Regions from separate parts of the Hordeum vulgare genome. Here region 2 is linked to region 1. Evidence: chromatin contacts called from public Hi-C data. All regions are on one chromosome and are shown on one strand. The core of a region is the stretch at or near the end of the contact, and the rest is flanking DNA. Distances in the headings are between cores, read along the strand shown.

The links. A called contact is a pair of places that touch in the nucleus more often than the background predicts.
Region 2: a contact with region 1 is called in a Hi-C map of leaf, with 4 times the contacts expected there. The contact joins the promoter of LOC123426241 here to the promoter of LOC123426216 in region 1. A contact is called at or near these places in 2 of 6 Hi-C or Micro-C datasets (both in leaf).

What each region holds. Positions count from the first base shown.
Region 1 is chr1H:99,433,223-99,438,031 of MorexV3_pseudomolecules_assembly, reverse strand. LOC123426216 (GDSL esterase/lipase At1g09390-like) reads left to right here and starts at 2,966. Exons shown (of 5, transcript XM_045110007.1): 1 at 2,966-3,585. The coding sequence starts at 3,135.
Region 2 is chr1H:100,191,247-100,196,277 of MorexV3_pseudomolecules_assembly, reverse strand. LOC123426241 (dihydrolipoyl dehydrogenase 1, mitochondrial-like) reads left to right here and starts at 2,001. Exons shown (of 2, transcript XM_045110045.1): 1 at 2,001-2,406; 2 at 4,151-5,031. The coding sequence starts at 2,149.

The DNA of each region.
Region 1 (4,809 bases), core at 1,717-4,216:
CTAGGGATCAATCCCCGTTAAAACTAACTCGATTACATGATAGATCTCATCCTACTCATCACCGCCCAGCGAGCCTACGAATAGATTACTCACGAATGATGAAGAGCTTCATGTAATTTGAGAGGGAAGAAGGTTGATGATGACGATGGCGACGATCTCCTTGATCCGGAGCCCAAAACGGACTCCAAATCTGCCCTCCAGGGCAAGAACGGGATGTGGCGGCGCCTCTGGATCGTGAAACGTGATGAAATCTGCTCTCTTGATTTTTTTTCGGGACGAAAAGGAATAAATAGCGCTGGAATTGGGGGCGGCAGATCCACGTGGGCCCCACAGCCCTGGTGGCCACGGCCAGGGGGGAGGTCGCGGCCACAGGGCTTGTGGCCCACTGGCCCGTCCCCTCCGGTGGATCTTTGCGCAGGTATTTTTCATATTTTCCAAAAATATTCTTCGTAAATTTTCAGGACGTTCCGAGAACTTTCATTTCTGCACAAAAACAACACCATGGTAATTGTGCTAAAAACAACGTCAGTCCGGGTTAGTTCCATTCAAATCATGCAAATTAGAGTCCAAAACAAGGGCAAAAGAGTTTGGAAAAGTAGATGCGATGGAGATGTATCTAGCCTCAAGTGAGGAATATGAGAGACATGAGGACTCTCACAGTTGAGGGTCCCGACCGTTACCGCAAGTCGCGCCACATGAGTGATCTTATCCACACCAACGGTCATATTATTTAAGGGCATTAATGTCAAATCATGTCGGGATGCTCCCAGGCTATAAATAGCCGCCCCCACAACCATTAGGTGGTTGGCTGCTCCGTTGGAAACTGACACTTGTCATAAGAGCAACCCAAATTCCTCAAAGTCTTCGAGAGTAATTCATCAGTGAGGAAATACCCCAAACACCAAACCACAAACCGAAAACCAAGTGATTGAGCATCACTGAAGAAGTTGTTCTTGTGTGGGACTGAAGCATTTTACCTTTGAGGACTGTGCATCCTCCAGAAGGTTAGGCGTCATGGTCTAGATCAATCCAGCAGTCAATTGTGGATCACCAGGTGATCAAGTTTGTGAGGGTTTGGAAGTCTGCCCTGAAGACTTACCACGAGTGTTGGGCAAGGACTGTGTGTTCTTAGCTCAAGGAGAATACGGTAGGGACTGTGTGTATTTTGATTTCAATACCAAGCCGCTCGAAACCAGATGTACAACTGTCACAGCAGTTGGAACTAGGTCATCAACCACTGTCTTCACTGTGAAACGGGTTCTATTTCTTCAACTCTTTCAATTCCTCACATTGTATGTTGAAGACTTTCATTGCCACTGTTTGAAGAATTTGTTGAAGACTTTCTCTGAAATTCCTCAACCCAAAATTCTTCACCCGCTGTCTCTGTGCCTGCATACTGTGCAAACTGATATTCATATTCTTTACCTTGAAAAACTGTTGTAGTGATACTTTGCACTCCTGATCCTTTGCTGTTTCCGCTGCAAGTTAGTCATCAGTGAGGAATTTCCTCAATGATGAAATTATAAAAATCTCCTATTCACCCCCCCCCCTCTAGTCGATATAACGCACTTTCATATACTTTATTCTTTCTCTTTAGGGAATCCCAATAACTCCTACGAAAGTAAGCAGTACACCTCACCCTGTCATGGTTCGAGCCTTTACGTGGCCACCGTCGTCGGGCTCCCACTCCTCCACCCGCCAACGACCGGTGTGGAGGGACGATGGCGACGACAATGACCCTATCTGTATCTCAAATTTGTTTTGAGGAACCAAATGTCTACTTCTTGTAAACTTGAGGGATCAAAAACATATTTATCTCTAGTGATAATATCATGTTAATAGAATACTTTTGACACGAAAGTATAACAATATTAACCCCATGTCTAAAACTAATAATAGCGGCTCAAAGGCAGATAGTTTTGCGGGTTTTCTCAGCTTGCACTTCTCCCAGCTGATCTAAATTGGAAGTCACAAAAACAAAAGGGAAACGTTTCTACCCGGCGTGCCGGCCGAACCATTAGGTCGGACGCACGCGGGCCGCGGGATCCTTTCCCATCGCACGCCTCTGGGCAGATCCACGGTGTTCCTTCAAGCCGGCGTGCCTTCCCTGTCGGATTCCGTCCGCCGGCTGTCATGGAGTCACTGGCCTTTCCTTCCCGTCGGCATGGGGGCTATCCCTTTTCATGTTTCTCCTCCGGCGAACAGGACGGCGCCTCCCGCGCCACCTTCTCAACAAATCCCCGCTCCGCCGCATCGGATGCCACCAGTGTTGGAGACGAAAAGCTATGGCAGAGACGACGATGTTGCAACCGGCGACGAGTCGAAAGTTTCAACCAGAGACGACGGGAATCGAGGTCCACCCACCACGCAACCGCGGAAGCTGCAACCGGTGATGAAAAAAAGCTTCAATCGGCTAGAAAAAAGCTTCAACCGGCGATATAAAAAGCTTCAATCCTCGACACAGAAACACAAAAAGCTGCAACCGTTGACACAAAAGATTCAATCATATATTTGAAAAACTTCAACCACAGACCGACGAAAAAAAGCATGTCGTTTTTGCTACAACCAGCAACGAAAATAGCTTCAACCGTTGTGAAAAAGCTTCAAGCGACATGGAAAAAGTTTCAACCACAATGAAAAAAGCTTCAACCGGAGTTCCGGAGGGACAAGCATGTGCACGCACGAGCGTCAACGGCGACGAGCGACGAGCGACGGGGGGAGAGGGCATGAGGGTGATGCGACGAGCGATGATGACAAGGGAGAGGATGGGATACTCGTGCGGCAGGAGGTCGGAGGCGCGCAGGACAGTGCGCTGATGCTGATCGAACGGCTATTAGAACTCAGATCAAACGGCTGCTGACCGACTGGCCGAAGCGTAAGAGCGGTGCCCAAAACAAAAGGTAAACAGGGTCACACACCAACCCTCCACATGTTTTGTGCAACGTGGTTTCTTTATGCCCAGCTTTCTCTTCGTTTGAAGCATTGTGCATTCGGGAGCTAAATAACAGTGTATATAAACAACACAGAGACACGGACTGAGAGACAGACAGACAAGAGTCGCGGATCAGAGAGCGCGGAGGGAGAAGACCGACAGCGGCAGTGGTTACTGGTTAGCTAGCTCGGGAAGGCCAGCCATGGCGAGCGGGCCGAACGGGGGAGGCAATGGAGGAGGAGGCGGCAGCGGCGGCGGGCTGATGAAGAACATGAGCCTGCTGCGGCTGCAGTACTACTGCGTGCTGGGGGCGGTGGCCGGGGCCGTCCTGTTCGCCACGGTCCGCTACATGCCGGCCGCCGGCAGCGGCGCGGCCCTCTCGACCACCTCCGCCCTCGCCACCGCGGCGGCGCCCGCCGGGGCCGGCGAGCACCGGAAGAGCAAGGGGATGGCGCAGGCGCCCACGAAGGCGGCGGCGAAGGTGGCGACGAAGCCGAAGGAGGTGGTGGTGTTCAACTTCGGCGACTCCAACTCGGACACGGGTGGGGTGGCGGCGATAATGGGGATCCGCATCGCGCCGCCGGAGGGGCGCGCCTTCTTCCACCACCCCACCGGCAGGCTCTCCGACGGCCGCGTCGTCCTCGACTTCATCTGTGAGTGCCTCCCCGTTCCCCTCCCCCTCCCTCTCCTTCCGCCATTAGTTAATTATATTAACCAGAGTGAAGCAGTAGGAATCAATTAGAGTAATCAAGTGTCGTTACTCCATCGAATGTCTTGTCGGAGTGCGTAATTTAGCCCTTGTCGGAGTAGCTGCGTTGGGAATCGATTGCGGGGAGGTGGAGAGCGCATTTCTCCATCTGTTCCCTTTGTTTAATGTTTTGCTGAGAGCTGTTGGAGCTGCGATGGTAATAAGCTGAAAAGGAGAAACATGAACCCAATCCAATGTTGTGTACATACTGTCGGAGTAGTAGTACAGCACAACAGTCCGTGCCAAAGTTTAGCCGGCCAAACCGTGACCTGCATCGATCCAGCTAGCACGCCACCGAATTTCTTCGACCCAAAGGGTCACCGAATCAACTCGGTCTGGCGGATTCCGATGGTTTTTGACACAATCGACTTGACGCCAAAACCACGGCGAGAAGACGCGTCTCTCCGCCGGACGCTCTTGTCCCGTTTCCATGAAAAGGCCGGTGTCATGGGCCATGGCCATCGCGGGGAGGTAGATCCAGCCCCGAATTGATCGCCGGCCAACGCGTGACGGCAGTCGACGCCAAACTCCGCACGCCTGTCCGTTCGCTCTTTTCGCTTGAAGCTTCGTGGCCACATATGATATATGATGCGCACTGACCGACGTCTGGCCGGAACGAAATAAAAGCGAGCCGCTTTGTGTGGGAAAATACGGGATCTCATGCCAGGTTTTGAAGCATCCTCGTGCGGCCTTTCGCTGTCAAATGCCAATCCAACAACCCCGCACTGATGTAGTACTATGTAAATCAACTACTCCACTCTCTAGGAAAGAAATGAAAATAAACAAGATTGTAGGAGGAGTGGATCAGTTAAGCGGAAGGGTGGCACGCGTATCCATCCGTCCAGCCAGCCAACCAGTGGTTGGCGAGGGCGCCGCGCTGGCCGCTGCATCCGATCGCACGACGCCGACAGCTCGTCTGCCTGGCCCAGCCCAGCCCGGCCATCTTCGTCGCGTCACGCACACGCGCGCACCTGAGCTTAATTATCGTAGGCCCTAAGCATCATCATGCCGCACTTGACGCCAGGGAATGAGTGAGTGACCACAGTAGTACGTTTGCAGATAGAGCCTATCCAGAGCAAGAATCGTGTTGCCGATTATGGATTGACGCGTCGACGAGGGCGAGGGCGAG
Region 2 (5,031 bases), core at 752-3,251, 760 kb before region 1:
GGAGTTTGGTGTGCCACATATCTGTCCATTCTTTGCCTTCCGGTGTCCCAGAAGCCCCAGATGTATCAACGGTCCCATTCTCTGTGTTCTCCTTGGTATTGATCACCATCTTATATGCCGAACAGATCGAACAGAGGACAATTCTTTCGTGCGACCAAGTCCAGAAATCTGCTATCGGTCTCGTGCACAAAGGTATTGCTAGAATTGTATCGGCATCCGCCGGTAGGAAAACGAGCATATCAGCTCCTCCTTCCACGTCGCCGTCGTGGCATCAATCAGTTCTGATACATGGTTTGGAGGGTTAGTAACCAGAGGTACTAGCAGTACTTCTATGGACATATAGTTTCTGCTCCCGAGCTCATTTGAGCTCGGTGAACAGTAAAATCGGAAAAAATCGAAAATTGTTCAAAAAATTCTGAAACGTTTTTGTGACCAACATTAACAAAAATTATAAGTACGTGCAAAAATTTGGCTTGAAATAACATTACTATAAGGTATGGCAAAAAAACAAAATCAATATTCTGAAAATGCGCATTTGCAGAGTATCGATTTTGTTTGTTTTGCCACGCCTTATAGAAATGTTATTTCATGCCAAAGTTTTGCATGCACCTAGTACTTTTGTCAATGTTGGTCTAAAAAAATCAATTTTTTTTAAACATGTTTTTAATTTTTTTTCAATTTTACTGTTCACTGAGCTTAAATGAGTTTGGAGCAGAAAGACACTTTCATACTTTTATAGACTACTAGCAAAAGGGCCCGTGCGTTGCAACGGGAGAATAAAATATCACACGCTTTTAATCTTTTTATAATTATTTTGCTTTATTAAAATAAGAAGCTAACTAACTAATGTAGTCAGTCCTATCCTTTGTTGAGAAATCAACCCATCCATTGTTAATTCCACCATCATGAGAAATTGAGCAGAACAAGCAAAGAAAAACAAAGAGGCTACGTGAATTGATCAATGGACTGTTATCTTATTTCACTCATGGGGTAGAGAATATGGGATCAGATGACAAACTGAAGGTGGTGTTCCATTCTCTGTCTCTACAACAATGCAATCTTACATTCAATACGTTCATTCATCAGCAAACAAATCTCCACAAAACAAATTTTCTTGCCGGTGCTTGGCACACGGTTGGAGGCATTGGGAGGGGATCTCATCAGATGATGAGTTCGTGCCGGAAGAGGGGATACGATGAGGGGAGCAAGGGTTAGGCGCCTCTATCTGGCCATAAGGAGTCGCCGTTGCCGCGCCATAACCTCGGAGTTCCTCGTGTGAGCCATGGAGGCCCGCCTCCACCTGCAAGTACTTTGCTCCGCCGCGCCTTATCCGCGCGCCGTCGCCGTTCTGCATCGAGCATACGCATCATCCCCGGTCACTATAGCTGTCGCGTTGATTTGATCGAGAAGCTGTGCCCGAGCGCCGAAACGGGGGCAGAAGCGGGCAGAGGTACGGCCGCGGAGGCGGGTGGGTTGAGGTCGACAATAGTGGTGGTTGAGGTCGGCCGCGGCGGCGAGTGGTGTGGCAGCGGCCTAGGCACAGGATCGACGCGATGTGCTCGAGCGCCGCAACGGGGGCAGTGAGCGGGGAGAGGTACGGCCGCGGAGGCGGGTGGGTTGAGATCGACAGCGGTGGCGGTTGAGGTCGGCCGCGGCGGCCTGGGCACAGGCTACGGGGGCCCAGGGTCGACGGAAGGAGGCGATGCGTACGGGTATAATTTTTGCAGCGAATCGTTTTTTCCTTTTACGTTGCAGATAAATGATGGAGCACGGGTTGAATACAAAAATTACAGGGGCTCTTTTATAAAAATGTCGCGGTGGGTTTTTCGACGGAAGCAATAGCCGCTTTATTATTAGGTAGGTATATAGACTACTATATGAAAATAGACAAAGGGAGCAAGCAAGCAAGCCCGGCATCCTATAACGAATGGCCCACCTGTCAGCACTAGAACGGGGTACCCCACTTCTCGTGGGCGTATTGGTTGGTGGTACCCCGTATTATTTGACCCTTCGTGTTTGGAATTCACAACTCAGCCATTCTCTTCGCCCCCATCTTCTTTCTTGCGCGGAAGGGAAAGAGAGGAGAATTTGGAATTTCCATACCATTTTCTTCTTAAAAGTAAATCGAAGCGAGGAGGAGTCCGCGAGATGGCGATGGCGAGCTTGGCGAGGAGGCGCGCGGTGGAGGCGGTGCTGCTGCGGCGGCCCCACGCGGCGGCGTGGGCGTCCGCGTGCCGTGGGTACGCGACGTCGGGGGAGGAGAGCGACGTCGTCGTGATCGGCGGCGGGCCCGGCGGGTACGTGGCGGCCATCAAGGCGGCGCAGCTCGGCCTTAAGACCACCTGCATCGAGAAGAGGGGCGCGCTCGGGGGGACCTGCCTCAACGTCGGCTGCATCCCGTCCAAGGTATGCATCTATCGCCGCCGCCTCCTCCTCCCCTCTACCCCTTCCCTTCTCGATATGCGATCCCGATGGGTGCGTTCGTGCTGCTGGAGATAGCCCGGAGGTCGTAGATCCGTACGCATCGTACCACGATTTCGGCGCTAGGGTTTGCGGGGCGCGGGCCCATAGGGTACGGAAGCTTACCCTTAATCATCAATTTGGGCGTCGGGTTGTTGACTTTGTTCTAGTTTTTTTGTGTGATTACTGATTACGTTGTGGAGTTTCCCAATTTCCATGGTGAGAAATGTAGGTAGCTAGGGTTTGCTTTGGGGCTGATGAGATGTGATGCCATTGCCATTACTTATCTGCGGGTGAGTTGCAGAATTGGAGTGTGATTCATGGGTTTAGTTCTGTACCTGCTGTCGCTTGTGCGGTTTATGGAGCTTGTGTTGTAGCTTGTTTAGATATCAGTTTGTTTAGCTTGGTCAAGGGCTTCAGAACTATACACACTTGGGGTAAATGTGTTAAATATAGGGGACAGCTCTTGTTGGCGTACCAATTTTGTGAGCTTATAGACCAACGGGTGTGGGTTTTTGTTGTTTGTTGATTTCTCATATGCCAACGTGCTACAAGCCTACAACTCTAGGCATTTGCTGGTTTACTCTAATGACAATAGCATGGTGTGTGAATATCTGATAGAACTCAACCAGACCATTGGTTGTTTTTGTATAAATATTTCTTTACATGATGAGTTTGGTTATTTTGCTTCTTATGCGCATGTTCTGCATAAGTATAGTGTTCTCGGCTTCTTCATTAGTTAATGCACCATACCATTTGTCGAACATTGTATGGTTGATGGTTAGCACTGTGGTCTTGCTGATTGCTGTTGGCTTAGGGACCAAGCCTCCGGGGTCCGCAACTCCACATTACTGGTTGAAACTAGGTCTGCAACGTTTTTCTGGTGTTCAAATAAATTTAAAGCTAGGAAAGAAAATAGTTACAGTGATTTCTGAAGTTCAAGGAAATTGAACCTAGGAGTGGACCATGAACCTCGAAAGTTGATTTCTAATGCTGTCATATTCATCCAATGCAATATTGCAATACCACTTGTTTATAATTTACTCTATTCATGGGGTAAAAAATGTTAATTGAATTCATAATTTCCTTGAAGAGAGGTTAGTTGTCAAATGCATGCAATCTGGTATTTTTTCAGAGCTCAAGCTTTCTGGCTTAGTTTCTGTCTTCTGCAGTTATTACCTTTTTTTAATAGAAGTGGTACCGCTCTGACTCCATTTTATTAAAGTGAATCTGTAGTTATTACTTTCTTGCTCTAGCTTCTCAACGATGTTAGTCAGACGATCTTTGCTCAAATAGAGCCTTCAGATCTCGTCTTGACTCTTGACAGTGCTTAAATTCAATTGCGGATCGTCTGCAAGCTTATGTGCATTGAAACACCATGTTTACTGTTCTGTAGTTATTTTTTTAGTCGCTCAGCTCAGCGTTTCAAGCCTTTTTGCTAATTCTAGCTTGGTCAACTTCTTGGGTGTGGTTTTCAGATTATAGTTAGTATGTATTGTCACCTTTGTATGTGAAACTTGTCTGTAAACCTTGGCGAAGCCAGATAAATATACTGGGAGGTGGTTCATCAAAAACTGCTGTAAAATCTGTTGTATTTCTGTATTTTTTTGCTTGTTTGTAGCTTTTGAAGCTAGCTGTTGAAAATCTATAAAACTGCAATATAATTTGTGTTCCTTCTTGACCATTCCAGGCTCTTCTGCATTCGTCGCATATGTACCATGAGGCGAAGTCTTCGTTTGCACACCATGGCGTCAAGTTCTCCAATCTGGAGGTAGATCTACCTGCAATGATGGCTCAGAAAGACAAGGCTGTTTCTGGGCTTACAAAGGGCATCGAAGGCCTGTTCAAGAAGAACAAGGTTGAGTATGTTAAAGGGTTTGGGAAGCTTGTCTCTCCGTCAGAGGTATCTGTGGATTTAGTTGATGGTGGTAGCACTATCGTCAAAGGGAAGAACATAATTGTTGCCACTGGCTCAGATGTGAAATCGCTCCCTGGAGTTACAATTGATGAGAAGAAGATTGTGTCATCTACCGGGGCTCTTGCACTTACAGAAATACCAAAGAAGTTGGTGGTCATTGGAGCTGGATACATAGGTCTAGAAATGGGTTCTGTCTGGAACAGGCTAGGGTCTGAAGTCACTGTGGTTGAATTTGCCCCTGATATTGTCCCATCAATGGATGGAGAGATAAGGAAGCAGTTTCAGCGTATGCTGGAGAAGCAAAAGTTTAAGTTCATGCTCAAGACAAAGGTAGTTGGGGTTGATACTTCTGGAAGTGGTGTCAAGCTAACTGTGGAGCCTGCAGCTGGTGGAGAGCAGAGTGTCATTGAGGCTGATGTTGTCCTTGTATCTGCTGGCAGAGTCCCATACACTGCTGGTATTGGGTTGCATGCCATTGGCGTTGAGACAGACAAGGGCGGAAGGGTCTTTGTTGACAAGCGCTTTATGACAAATGTCAAGGGCGTATACGCGATTGGAGATGCGATCCCTGGACCGATGCTTGCACATAAGGCTGAGGAGGATGGTGTTGCATGTGTTGAATTTATTGCAGGGAAGGAGGGCCATGTTGACTA